Linked DNA regions of Mus musculus: regions 2, 3 and 4 are each linked to region 1. Evidence: chromatin contacts called from public HiCAR-type and promoter capture Hi-C data. All regions are on one chromosome and are shown on one strand. The core of a region is the stretch at or near the end of the contact, and the rest is flanking DNA. Distances in the headings are between cores, read along the strand shown.

Region 1 (3,150 bases), core at 351-2,850:
ATTTAGCAGATTCAATGTAATCACTTCATGGCAGTAAGAGATAATGAAACTTCATGAATTTAGGGGTCTAAAGAGCTTTGAGCAGCAGAAATTATAAAGATTTTTTTTCACATCCTCCTCTATAGTTACATATATTAAAATATACCAAAAAAAAAAAAGTTAGTGAAGCCTTTTACATTAGTTTGGGCTTAGAAGAATTGTACTGAAAGCTCCAAGAATTACAACATACTATGGGGTCTAGGTTTGTGGATCATTACAAACAATAGCCACAGTGCTAAAAACAAAATATGAGTCACAATTCAAAAAAGAGGGCAAAGGGGGAAAAAATGAACAGAGAAAAGCTTTAAAGTCAAATACCATTAAGAAATTTGTTACTTAAATGACTGCCGGCGACAGCCACCACACTGACTTTGGAGTAAGAAGGAAAGGTCCACACTGTCCTCTCCTCTAGAACAAATTCATTAAGCCCCCCCAAATACCCATTCCAGCTTCAAAGTCCAGGCATCAACAGTCAGCCACATCCGCCAGCAAGAGCAGTAATCTAACAGATCTGAGTCACACACTCCCCCGCAGTAAGAGGTCATTCTCTAGCAGGAAGCCCACTCTGCAAAGTGCTCTTGTTCTACTCCCAGACAGCCACCATGACCCACATAAAGCCAATTCTTCGACCCCAGAAGCTGCCGGCCATCTTCTCCCTCCCTCCCCAGCTCGCATCGGCCTTTTCCTAACCCAATGCAGCTAACACTACTCCTGTGACAAGTTTCCTACCTGAGAACCACTCTTAACTCGGATACATCTTAGCCGTGAAGGATCCATCTAGCTCCTAGCTCAACTCTTTTGTGCCCAACTAAGCTCGTGCCTTTCCAGGAACTACTCACCAATTACCTCAGAGAAGCTAAACTCTCCATGCCTCTTCTCCCCAAACCCGACTCAGCCTAACAAATTCTCAGACGGCCCGAGGGAGTTCAGAGACCCACACCTATGTCCACTAGGGACCAAGCCACAGGGGTCCCTAAAATTCGAACCACAATCCCTCTCCCTCAAACCACGGCACGGTTTGCCGGTGTTATAATATAACATCAGGAGCGCATAGCCACTGTAGTTCAGTCTCGGTAATTACGACTGCCTTCCTTGACAACGAAATCCCAAAATATCAAGCCACTGAAGTCCCGGGTGGATGCCAAGACCCCCTCCAAGCCTACAGTCACTGGAGTTTCCCAGGTCGGACGCAGCTCCCCCCAAGGCCCAAGCCGCCAGGAGTAGCTTGCTACCCCAGGCTGCTGCACGCCGGGGACTCTGGCCGCGTCCCCATTGTTGCGGGTCCCAGCGGCCCCGGCAGGGAGTAAGGGGACCGCAGGGGCTCTCACCTCCCGTGCCACGGATCCGGGCCGCACCGGACCGGGCTGGGCCGTAGGACCTCGCGTTCTGCCGCACCCTCTTGGACAGTGTCTGCGGCGGCGGGAGCCGGAGAAGCGGCTGAGGCGGGAAGCAGCCAGCCAGGCCCGGGCGCCGCAGGCTGGCTCTGGCCGAGGGTCGGTCTTCTCCGGCGGCGGCGCTCTCAGCCTCCGCTCGCGGTCCGCGCCAGAAAGCTTCCCCCTCCCGGCCCTCTCACCCGGCCACCCGGGCGGGAACACAAGCCACCCGCAGCAAAGTTCCGCTGTGAGTCCTGTTGTTCTTTCCCAGGGAAAGACACTAAACGGCGATTCTTGGGTGAGTAAGGTGTATTTACTACAGAGGACCTTTTCATGAATAAGTGAGACTAAAAAAATAAAATAAGAAATAAAACAAAATCGAAAACAAAAACAATCCCATGCTAGAACCTGCCTGGAACTGGTAGAGCCAACTGAATGGATTTTACTAACTACCAAAAACACACACTTATCAGTACAAATGAGCCTGAGCTCCTACACTTCTCAATTTGGTATTACGTCAAAACATACCGGGAACGAGATAGTGCGGATATGAGGTGTAAATTCGTTGAGGGTGCTGTCAAAAGTCAATGCTACTACAGCTGTAGCTTCCAACAAAAGTTGTTCTTCCTTGAATTGATGCATGCCATTGTAATTCTCGGTCTTCCTCCCTTCCTCCCTACCTGTCCGTGGTTCCTGTTGACTGCAGCTGTCTCCAGAAAACTAGCAGAGGCGACGGCCGAGTTGGGAGGGGGGAGTACTGCGGAGGGGGGATCGCACTCAAACGTAGGTTTCTCCCTGAAGTTGGAGATTGTTATGCTCCACTTTCTTATGAGCTGTATTGTTGTCTCTTTCCACTACATTACCTTGGCTCTCCACCCGCAACCCCCACCACCGCCAAAGTGAATATGAGCGAAAGATGAAAATATTGGGTATGTGGGTCTGGTTTTTTTTTTTTTTAAGTTTTTTTTGTTTGTTAGGTTCATTATTGGTTTTTGTTGTTGTTGTTTTGGTTTTTCGAGACAGGGTTTCTCAGAAATCCACCTGCCTCTACCTCTCAAGTTCTTGAATTAAAGGCATGTGGCACCAGTCCAGTTATTAGAACCATCTCTCAAATTACAAAAGTTTAAATATGTACAGATAATAGCCCTATAAATGACCAGAGGGACAAAAATGAGACCAGAGACTCTAAAGGAGCCTTACTTATTATCTCTCTTCACATAAGTGAGCTTATATGAAGAACTTATTTCTCTTTCATAACTGAGCTTGGAGTAACAGGAGCCAACAATGGCTCCCCGCCCTCCCCCACCGCCGTCCCGTTCCCCCCTCCCTCCCCGTGATAGAAGTTTCTTCTATTCTTTCCTCTCAGGAAGCCACTGTTCTGAAACATATAGATGGCTATTGATGGCTCTTCATTCAAATAAACTTAAAAGAGCTGGGCAGTGGTGGCGCACGCCTTTAATCCCAGCACTTGGGAGGCAGAGGCAGGTGGATTTCTGAGTTTGAGGCCAGCCTGGTCTACAGAGTGAGTTCCAGGACAGCCAGGGCTACATAGAGAAACCCTGTCTCAAAAAACCAACTCCCCCCCCCCAAAAGAGCTGGTCTTCCTTGCTAATAGTCAAGTGGATCTATTTTTGAAAGTTTTCTTTGTTTTCCTCGTGAAATTAAAAACGGATTAGGCTTTTTGGAAATTCAAATTGAACCTAGAAGGCAACAGTAGGAGAAGCCCTAATTTAAGGCT
Region 2 (3,150 bases), core at 462-2,961, 2.3 Mb after region 1:
AGAAGAGGGGTGATCTGAGGTCTAAGGGAGGGGTATTTTGGAAAGCAGGCAGATGAGCTATAGAACCCTGTCTTAATTAGTTTCTCTTGCAATGAAATACCATGACCAAAAAGCAAGTTGGGGAGGAAAGGGTTTATTTGGCTTACACTTCCACATCATTGTTAATCACTGACAGGAACAGAACAGGACAGGACAGGACAGGAACTCAAGCAGGGCCAGAACCTCGTGGAGGGGTGCCGCTTACTGCTCAGTATGCTTTCTTACAGAACCCAGGGCTACCAGCCCAGGGGGGCCCCACCCTCAATGGACTGGGACCGCCCCTGTCAATCACTAATTAAGAAGATGCCCTACAGGGGGATCTTATGGAGCGATTTCTCCACTGAAGTTCATTCTTTCAGATAACTCAAGCTTCTGTCAAGTTGACATAAATCAAGCCAGCACCCCACCCCCACCCCACCCCACGGGAGTCTGAGGGTGTGATGGTAGAGCAGCCTGGCATCAGCCCTTAGTGAAGTGGCAGATACGGAAGACGGCTTCCCCCGATTTAGAGCCCTCTAACCTTAGAGGCTTCCAGGTGACGTATATGCAGTTTTTCCCTTTCTGGACACTATGCCAATGGCCTTGAGCCAAAGTCCTTCAAAAGCCCTCAGGATGGGTCAGGTCCTGGCTCCACAGATTGCCATTGGCAAGCCCGGGTGTGAACCGCCCTGCATAAAGCCCTCAGGAGAGAACCTCTGCCCAGGGTTTCCTTCCCAGAAAGACCCAGGTGTTTTCCAAGGAGGGAGTCCAGACTTGCTCAAGGCTTCTGAGTTCTGCATGGCTCCAGGTACAGGCCGTGGAGGAGGGAAGGAAATAAGACCCTACTTCTGCACCTCACAGCCAGTATGCCCTGCTTACACAGTTCAGCTTTGGTGGTATTACCCCCTATTAGTCAGGGAGCAAAAAGGTCGGGGTGTGTGTGTGTGGGGGGGGAAGGGGTGTCAGGTTACATGGCTTAGTGATGGCGCAAACTCAGGTCCAAAGCCCGGGCTCTCTTCAAACAGCCAGGGGTGGGGGCCGGAAGGAGAGGTTGGGTGTTGTGGAGTATTGAAAGAAGGAAAGGTGGGCAGGGCCAGGTGAGAAGAGGAGAAGCTGGCGTCTAGGAGACCAGGTGAAGAAAGTTGGGGGGAGAGGATGGCTCCAAGGGCCGGGATCTAGAAGGGAATGAGGGCGCTCCGGGCGCTGGGCGAGGTGCGTTGGGGATAGTCAAGATGGTGGTTATGGAACAGGCAGAGCAGGTGTGGGGCACAAGTCCCTCGAACTCTGGCAGGACGGGGAAAGGCTCCAGTGCTGTATCTCAACGCCCAGGTAATAAGGCTCGCAACCATGGCCGTAGCCTCTTGGTCCTAAGCGGCGCGCAGGTGAGGCCCGGCTGGGCGGGGCGGACCGCCCACGCTCCCGGCTCCGCTCCTCACCCTACACGTCTGCGTTGCCATGACTACCGCCCGGGCGCTGCAGCCCCCATTTAATGAGAGGGGTTGATCACCCCCCCAGGCCCTTCACAAACTCGGATCCCGCGGGACCGGAATGCGGGGTCCCGGATGGCTGGGGCCGCGTACCCCGTTCTCCCGGCAGCTTCCGGCCTGGTCCGGGCGGCGCGCGGGGGGAGGGCGGCCCGACGGGCGGGGGGTGGGGGGGTGGAAGGAGCGGAGCCCGGGCCGGCCGACGCGGCTTTGTCTCCTTTGTTCCCAGCGGAGGCAGCGCCGCGGCGGGAGGGGCGGGCGGCGGGCGCAGTTTTTTCCGCCCCTCGGTCTCCGGGTAACAGCTGCGGCTCCGCCAGACCCACCTCCGAGGGGAGGGAAGGCCGCCGCGCGCAGATCTGAGCTAGCCCGGAGCTGCGGGCGGACGCCTCGCCGCGCGCATCCCGCAGGAGGGTCGGGCGGTGAGTTGCGAGACTTGGGCAGGGAAGGCGGGGTTGCAGGCGAGAGCCGCGCGCACCCAGGTGGAACGGCCCGAGGCCTCGATCCCGCTGGGCACAGGCAGCCGGAGTGGTGTCTCCGGTGGGTGGCTTCGGTCCTCAGAGTTGGGACCACACTCGCGCGCGCGAAGGCAAACTCTGGCGGCACCGCCTGTAACGCGATTGGGAGACAGAGGAGGTGGAGCTGCTCCTCCGCGCCCCCTCCTCGCTGCCGCCACCGCCGCTTTCGGGACCGGCCGGCCCCTTCCCCGCCCTCCCTGGGCCACTGGTGGGGTCTTTGTCCCGTGGAGCGGCGGAGGGAGGAGGGTTGAGGATGAGTCGAAGCAAGGAAGTGGAGGCTTCCCCATAGGATAACAGATCTTTCAGGCAGAGACTGACAAAGGAGGACCACGAGCCTTTTAACACTTGGACTCTGTCTCGGTACCCACACACCCAGCCGGTGCTTGACGAGCGCCTTAATTTATGGCGGGTGTCTGGTAAATGATGGCTCCCTTCCACCCTACTCAACATCCAGACGGCAGGTGTGTAGTGCACACCACTTCACTGTCAAAAAGTAACTCTCCCTTTTAAGTGGATACTGGGATAGGGGCGGGAGTGTGGGTGGCCGAGCTCAGAAAGGGAAGGCCAGTTTCCCCCAACTCCCAGACAAGTGCAGATGTGGAAGGGGCTGAATTTGTGAGTCTTCTTGGTTGTGAGAGCAGCTGCAGGAGAGGGTTAGGTGTTGCTTGTCCTTTGCAGAAGTCAGGCAACCAGTCTTGGGCCCTGCCGTAGGGTTTCGGGGAGTGTGGGTTCTAAAGAGGCCTATGGGGCAGGCCTGGGCACAGGCAGAGTTAGTTAGACTTTGGCGATGAGCCTGGACAGCCTGAGATGTGGGGAGTTAGGGAGGAGATACTGGCAGTGCAAGTTAGGGACGTGAGGCTTGGCTCCAAATAAGCCCTAGTCCGATCATTAATAAAACTGGGCCGATTCCTCGGCTTTTGAGATGCTAAGAGGCTTGAAAGCGGAGTGTGAGCTCCATATTACCCCTCTAGTCTGGATCTCCTTGGCAGTGAAATGGGGGCTCTGTCACCATGTAGGGAACACCTGCTCTGCGTTGGGTCTGCTGGTTACTGGAGCCTTCTTATAAAAAGCAGGTACTCTCTGCCTTTAAAGAGCTCTTGTCTAGGGTGGGAGGACGGAACAGAAGAAAATGG
Region 3 (3,150 bases), core at 274-2,773, 2.3 Mb after region 1:
ACATACCTTTTCTTTAAGTTCTTTGTATTGTATCTGAAGTACTTCTAATTCAAAATTATCTTTAACTGGAATATCTTCTCTGCTTTTCCTTATAGGACTATTTGGTAACCCATCTAATCGGCGGACCTTATGAGCACCTGTATAAAAAGTAGTTGCCCTTAGGTTGAGCATGGTGGCACAGAACTGCAATCCCAACACTTGTGAAGTAGAGCTATGGGGATCTCAAATTCAAGGCTAGCCTTGCTAGAGATCGAGAACCTGTCTGGAAAAAATAATCCCATGTATACTGCGGGGCTCAGTATGTATCCACCTTTGTCATAAAATGCAGAAGGAGTCACTCTTGAAAGCCAAGTTGAGAAAGACCCAGGTAACAGCTCCGAGCATGGTATAAACACATAAAGAATCCTTATGGCATAGCATATCTGAATTCTCTCGCTTTATACCTCACCCACTTTCTAGACTCTCAGCTCATAGCTGAACAGAGATTGCACTGGCTGTGACTCTACCATAACTACTATTTACTACAACATGTTAGGCATAGGATCTGCTGGTTTTAAAGACTGATGGTGAACCAAATGGATACATTCCAGGGGGAGGTGGGGCTCCAGGGATGGAGTAAGGTAGAGTACCGGGTGATGTAGGGCCAAGGAAGGGGGAGGCAGCATTGCTTTGTGCCATTTCGTGGAAAGTTGCGTCTAACCACTGCCGCATATGACAGCTGGTCAGCAATGAGTGTTTTCCAATGCCTGGTTTTCCATGCAATATTGCTGGAGAGATGGAGGGCCAGCCACATTTCCAGGGATAATCCTATTTTTCAGATGCTGTAAGTGCTAAGTACATTCGCAAGGTGCCCATCAAACCCTCCTGACACTTAACTTATTCCCCAAGAGTGTAAGCTCTAAGAAGAAAAGCAGCTTTGGCATTTCTTGCCCATTGCCTGTTTGCCATGCCTAACCTTTGGGCAACTGGCATTTTTGTGTAAGACTCTCTTTCATCTCTTGCCTCTGTCAGACGCCTTCTAATGCTCTTCTGCCCAAGGGTTACAATGGGGTGCATACCATCTAAATGGGAGGCCATTTAACATTCTGGATGTCTCACCGCCAAATCAGAGGTCTGCACCACCCGCCGGGGGAAAAGGCCCCTCAGGCACTCACTGGACAGGTTCCGAGGCGCGACGGGACACTGGCTCAGGGCCTGTGACGCGAGGATGTCGAGTTCCTCTAGGTCGTCCGCAGTAAATTCCGCGTGCTCACCGAATGGGTCTTCGGGGTCCGGGACTGTGGTCTCAGAGAAGCTCCGGGCCCGCTTGCTCGGAGGGTTCTCAATGGATCGAGACAGACCGGGGAAAGGCTCCAGGCCGCCACTCTGTTTCCTGTGGCTGTTCGGTGCGGGGGTCCCGGCCATGACTACCTTCAACCCGCAGCATCCGAAGACGCCAAGCACAGCCTTGTCCACAGAAAGCCTGAGCTGGCCCAACCGCCCGCGCGCCGCCGTTCCCCTCGCCTTCCAGCGTCTCCCCAGCCTGCGGGCCAATCAGCTGCCAGCTACCGGGCACAGATGGGTGACGTGTACAGAGCGCGCCGTTACCCGGGACAGGCTCCTGCGTGTCTGGGCTCAGTACGAAGGGGTCCCCGGTGATGCCAGGGTACTACAGTGCTGTCAGGATTATCCCGGTTGCGAGATCGAGGAGCGTCTGCCCGACCACACCTGAGGCGGTTCCCCGTGGCACTGTGTAGAATACAGAGCCCTAGAGAAGCAGGCAGCGTTCAGGGGTCAGCTCTCCCTGACCTCACTCCTCGCGGCTGACCCACCTCTCTCATGTCCAGAGACTCTTTTAGGGAGGAGGCTGGGAAGAGCAGACTTGGGGAGGAGAAGGAATGCTTTTCTTCCTGGAAGCAGAGATCTTCCAGGATAACAAATGTTTCAAGTATGTATATTTGAGAAAAAAAAAAAAAAAAAAAGGCTGGGAAGGATGGTCTCGAGAACGGCGTGCCTATTCGGAACTGCTCCAACTGTTAACTTCCATTTATTTCTTGGAGAGTCTTTATGTCCTGAGCGCTGGTTGCGTAGAGACAATGAAGCTCAAGAGGTCAAGGAAGGCTCGCTGGGAGTGGTCCTTGAATTACCCAACAGATTGAGGGGGAAATAGCAAGAAAAATGGGTTAGGAGGCAGACGCATGATGTTTCTGAGAAAAATTCATCTTCGACAAGGATGCCAGGTGGATGCCTCCTCTTTGCGACAGACTTCATGGAGGAGCAATGATTTGAGTTGGGCTTGGGTGTATGACTGGCTTTTATGAGCTGAAGTGGTGGGCAGAACAGATACCAGAAATGGCGGATTAGCATTGGAAGGCAACAAGATCAAGACTTTTCTACTCCGTTTGCTCAATGCCAGACTTAGTTTGTGAACCTACCAATGTTTGCTGAGGCGTTGGGCGGAAAGGAGAGCGCTCAGGCTTAGAATGCCTTAGGCCTGCCAACCCACCCCCACCCCACCCCTGCCTCATTATTTTTTATGTGTGTTTTACCTTCATGTATGTATGTGCATCACATGCATGTATGCCTGGTGCCTACAGTGGTCAGAAGGCATTGCATCACTTAGAACTGCCTTAGTTTCTTGATTCAGCTGCTGGTAGTTTTCCCATAGCTGCCCAACATAATGTTGAATGTTCAAGTCTCCCAGCAGCCCCCCACCCCCTTTGGTTATATGTCAAGACATATAACCAAAGCTGGCCCAGAACTCCAGAATGTCCTTCCTCCCGCTGAGTGCTGGGATTATAGACATGAGTTTTTGTTTGTTTGTTTTGTTTTTGTTTTTTGTTTTTGAGATGGCCTCAAACTTCTAATCCTGTCTCAGTCTCTAAAGTGCTAGAATTGTGAGTGTGGGCTACCAGGCGTGGCTGATTGCCCAGGTTGTAATAGCTACGATCTTTGGTTCTGGAAACAGGACATTGTCAGGAGGGATTACGTTCTACCAAATAAACGAGAAGTTTTGGGGGCAGGAGGCTATGACTGCTGATAAGTATTTTCAGCAGCACCGGGCTAGGTGCCAGCTGACAAGGCCCTATGGGCTTTAAGCCCAAAGAAGATGCTTTTTGGAGATGACCAAAGCAAGCTGATTTGTTTGTTTTATATTTGGGTGTTTTGCTT
Region 4 (3,150 bases), core at 297-2,796, 2.2 Mb after region 1:
ACGTGAAAGGAAGGGATGTGGGCCAATTGTGAACGGGGTCAGCCTTGTTTTTCATGTCCCTAGCTTCTGGCTGGGCATATGTGAGGCAGGAAACCTGCCAGGGGTTTGGTGGAGGGCATCACTAGAGGGTAGTGAGATCGAGATTCAAACCCTGTTGCTGGGGCCTGCACAGAAAATATACAGTTTGGAGAGGCGGGGCTGAGCAGAAAGAAGAGGCCTGAGCTTTCTGGAGACTGGTGGGGGTCAAACGCAGAAGAGTGACTTCCGAACACCACCCCTCACTGGCCTCTAAGGGGTCATGTTCACTGGGGGTCGCCCAGCTGGAGAATTCGTTCATATGGTACCACTTTAGCCCTTAAGCCTGAGCTGCCAGCCCTGGCCCTGGGCCCTTGTCCCAGTACATTTTCAAAGGCAGAGAGGGAGGTAATATAATGAATGAGAACGCCCACATGTTTTTAAACAGATTTCTGAGGCTGACACATTTAATCTGTACCACAGTCTTGTAAAATTGATGACGTCTGCATCTCATTTTCCTGATGAAGAGACAGAAGCTCGTTAAAAAAAAAATTCATTATTAAAACACTAATTGGGGCTGGGGTTAGCTTACTTAGCATACACAAAGCCTTAGGTTCTCTAGGTTCGATTCCCTGCATAAACTCTGTGGAAACACTGGAGCTTGGAAGGTGAAAGCAAGATGAGCAGAAGTTCAAGGTTATCCTCAGCTACACATTAAGTTCCAGGACAGCCTGGCAACATGAAACCAGCCCTTCTTCTCCCCCCCAAAAGAAAGAAAAACCAAACAGCAATAAAATTATAATTGGTAAAATATAAATCCTGGGAAGAAAATCAGAATACTGCTTAGTGAGACCCCAAACAGCTTGTTCATATATTTCAGAGATTTAGCCTAAATTCCCCAGCAGCCAGGCCAAAACATGGTCGATTTTGAGATGTATTCTGTGTTTATGTCCCTAAGAGAAGGGAACTTTTTCTGTGTGGTTGAACAAGTTGTTCTTGTGGACCCGGGAAGTTTCAAGGCTAAAAGCAACCGAGGAGGAACGAAGAAGGTCCAGGAGGGCGCAGCGGTGGTTGACTTCCAGGGCAGCAAGTCAGTCATTAGAGCCATTCAGGGACAAGTGCCACGCTGGTCCAGACTATCCGGCTCTGAGGATCACGCAGGCCTGCTCAGCTTCTCCGTACCCTTCTCAGTAGGCGACTGTGAGGTCACATTTCTCAAGGGAGTAAGAGGCCACACAAGCTTTGGGGCAGGGCTGCAGCACCCTGGGCGGGACCATGAGTGGGGCCTATGCATATAAGAACAATCTGGTTGAGTACAGTAAACTTCACATCCGGGGCGGGGTCTGCATAATCCGGGTGTCAAAGGTAGCTAGTATTGAGCATGCGCGTTATCAACTCTGGTTTGACGGATGGGGCGTGCTTAGTCCAAAAGAAGCTATAGTAAAATTGGGCATGCGTAGTCGTAGGCCAGTGCCTCTTTAGTTTGGGTGGAGCCTATTAGTTCTGGGGCGGGCCTGCGAGAAGATTGACAAGAGTTGGAGCCGCTAGAGGGTGGGCGGGGCCGGAGGGGCGGGACCTCGGGTGGCCCGAGGTGGCCCGGTTGCTGGGTGAGTAGCAGCGCAGTCCGATTCATCCCAGCCCAGGGATGGCGTCTCCACGGGAACTGACCCAGAATCCCCTGAAGAAGATCTGGATGCCGTACAGCAATGGCAGGCCCGCTCTGCACGCCAGCCAGCGTGGTGGTAAGACCGGGGTCCTAAAGGAGAGAGAGAAGGTGAACCCTGATGGGTGGGTAGACGGCCTAGACGAGGGTCTCGAGTGAAAAGGCAGGAGACTGGTAGAGAAGCAGGCACCGGTGAGGCTATTGTAACTGGTGGGCGGAGTCGGGGACAGGTGAGAGGCTGAGAACAGGTGAGCGGGAGTGACCGTGGTACCGTGACAGTGGCCCGCAGAAGTGTGGTGAAGCAGGAGTGGGGACAGATGTGAGGGGACATCTCAGTCTGTTGGAGACTGGGTCTGACCCAGTGGATAGGCACCGACCCGAGCTGTTTCCAGTGCCTGTGTATAGAAGAGGACTTCGTTTGTGGCCGTGGCTCTTTACTCTCTCCTGGCCACAGAGTGGGCTAGCGGGAAGTCTGGCTGGAAACTGAGTTGTGTAGCTCCAGACAAGGCAGTTGGCTTCTTTGAGCTGAGAACTTTTGAAAGCCTAGCCATGGGCTAGTTAGTAGTCCTCAGGTACCCCTTGGTTTTAATGCCAAAGTTTTAGAGGAACTTTGGGGGAGTACAGTTGTCAAGATTTGGACAGTGGGAACGGCACACCATATGGACCTATATCTGTGCCCCTGGATGTGGAAGCACCCACTTGAGTTCACTGTTAAATAACTGCACAGGAGAGTCAAACATCAAAGAACTATGCTGGAATTTGTGAATTGCGAAGTGACTTACCTCTTCTGGGATCCTGAGTGTTCTCATCTACTTCCTTGGCTTTTCTGTTTGTTCTTGAACGAGTCTGTAATTTTTTATTGACAGGGAAAAGAAAAAAATTGTTTTATAAGTAACTCAAATATTGTAATGAATTTGCAGCTTGGCAAAGACCTCAGAGAACATCTCGTACAACTGGTGGCGCAGATATGGAAATGGAGATCAGGCTGTTGTGTGATGTGCCAGGGTCTCCGTGCATTCCTAAAGGCTGCTGTGTGTGATAAGGGAGGGGAGGGTCCTCTACGCTTCTGTGGCCAAGGCCAGCCTGAGGCCACGACTTTGACCATTACCATAATGAGAGGGGTTGGGAGTGGGGAAGGCGTGTGTTATATGATCATGACTTGGGTCCTCCTAGAATGGCAGTAGTTCAGAAGCAGACTGTGTTCCTGTGGGTGGTGGCTCTGACCACAGTATGGGTACTGGTGGAGCCATAGCTGTGCAGACAGACACATTCTGAGTCCTCAGGGGCTGTGGATTTAGCCTGGCCAGCTTCCAAAAGGAAGAATTAATCAGAAGCTCCTTGCCAGTCTATTAGGACAGCCGTCCAGACCAGAGGGTGGCTGCCCCCGTTACAGAAGGGCAGGGACCTGGACTTTGGGGACAGTAACGCTCAAGCCACATCCTGGACCAGCTGTGTGATCTTGGACAAGGAGC

What was found. Promoter capture Hi-C pulls out the DNA fragments that hold promoters and counts their contacts. HiCAR-type assays count read pairs that join an accessible place to other places.
Region 2: a contact with region 1 is called in a HiCAR-type map of astrocytes, with 4 times the contacts expected there. The contact joins the promoter of Plxnb1 here to the promoter of Rad54l2 in region 1. A contact is called at or near these places in 1 of 39 promoter capture datasets (liver) and 1 of 115 datasets of contacts at active chromatin or transcription factors (astrocytes).
Region 3: a contact with region 1 is called in a promoter capture Hi-C map of liver, with 2.7 times the contacts expected there. The contact joins the promoter of Atrip here to the promoter of Rad54l2 in region 1. A contact is called at or near these places in 3 of 39 promoter capture datasets (liver and pre-B cells).
Region 4: a promoter capture Hi-C map of pre-B cells shows a contact between it and region 1, with 2.8 times the contacts expected there. The contact joins the promoter of Pfkfb4 here to the promoter of Rad54l2 in region 1. A contact is called at or near these places in 2 of 39 promoter capture datasets (liver and pre-B cells).

What each region holds. Positions count from the first base shown.
Region 1 is chr9:106,787,613-106,790,762 of GRCm38.p6, forward strand. Rad54l2 (RAD54 like 2 (S. cerevisiae)) reads right to left here and starts at 1,601. Exons shown (of 22, transcript NM_030730.2): 1 at 1,368-1,601.
Region 2 is chr9:109,093,725-109,096,874 of GRCm38.p6, forward strand. Plxnb1 (plexin B1) reads left to right here and starts at 1,712. Exons shown (of 38, transcript NM_172775.2): 1 at 1,712-1,921. Gm7628 (predicted gene 7628) reads right to left here. Exons shown (of 2, transcript NR_168955.1): 2 at 118-2,108.
Region 3 is chr9:109,072,601-109,075,750 of GRCm38.p6, forward strand. Atrip (ATR interacting protein) reads right to left here and starts at 1,524. Exons shown (of 13, transcript NM_172774.3): 1 at 1,155-1,524; 2 at 7-137. The coding sequence starts at 1,404. Atrip-trex1 (Atrip-Trex1 readthrough) reads right to left here and starts at 1,497. Exons shown (of 14, transcript NR_153412.1): 1 at 1,059-1,497; 2 at 7-137.
Region 4 is chr9:108,990,356-108,993,505 of GRCm38.p6, forward strand. It overlaps Pfkfb4 (6-phosphofructo-2-kinase/fructose-2,6-biphosphatase 4), which reads left to right and starts at 1,547. Exons shown (of 14, transcript NM_173019.5): 1 at 1,547-1,757. The coding sequence starts at 1,661.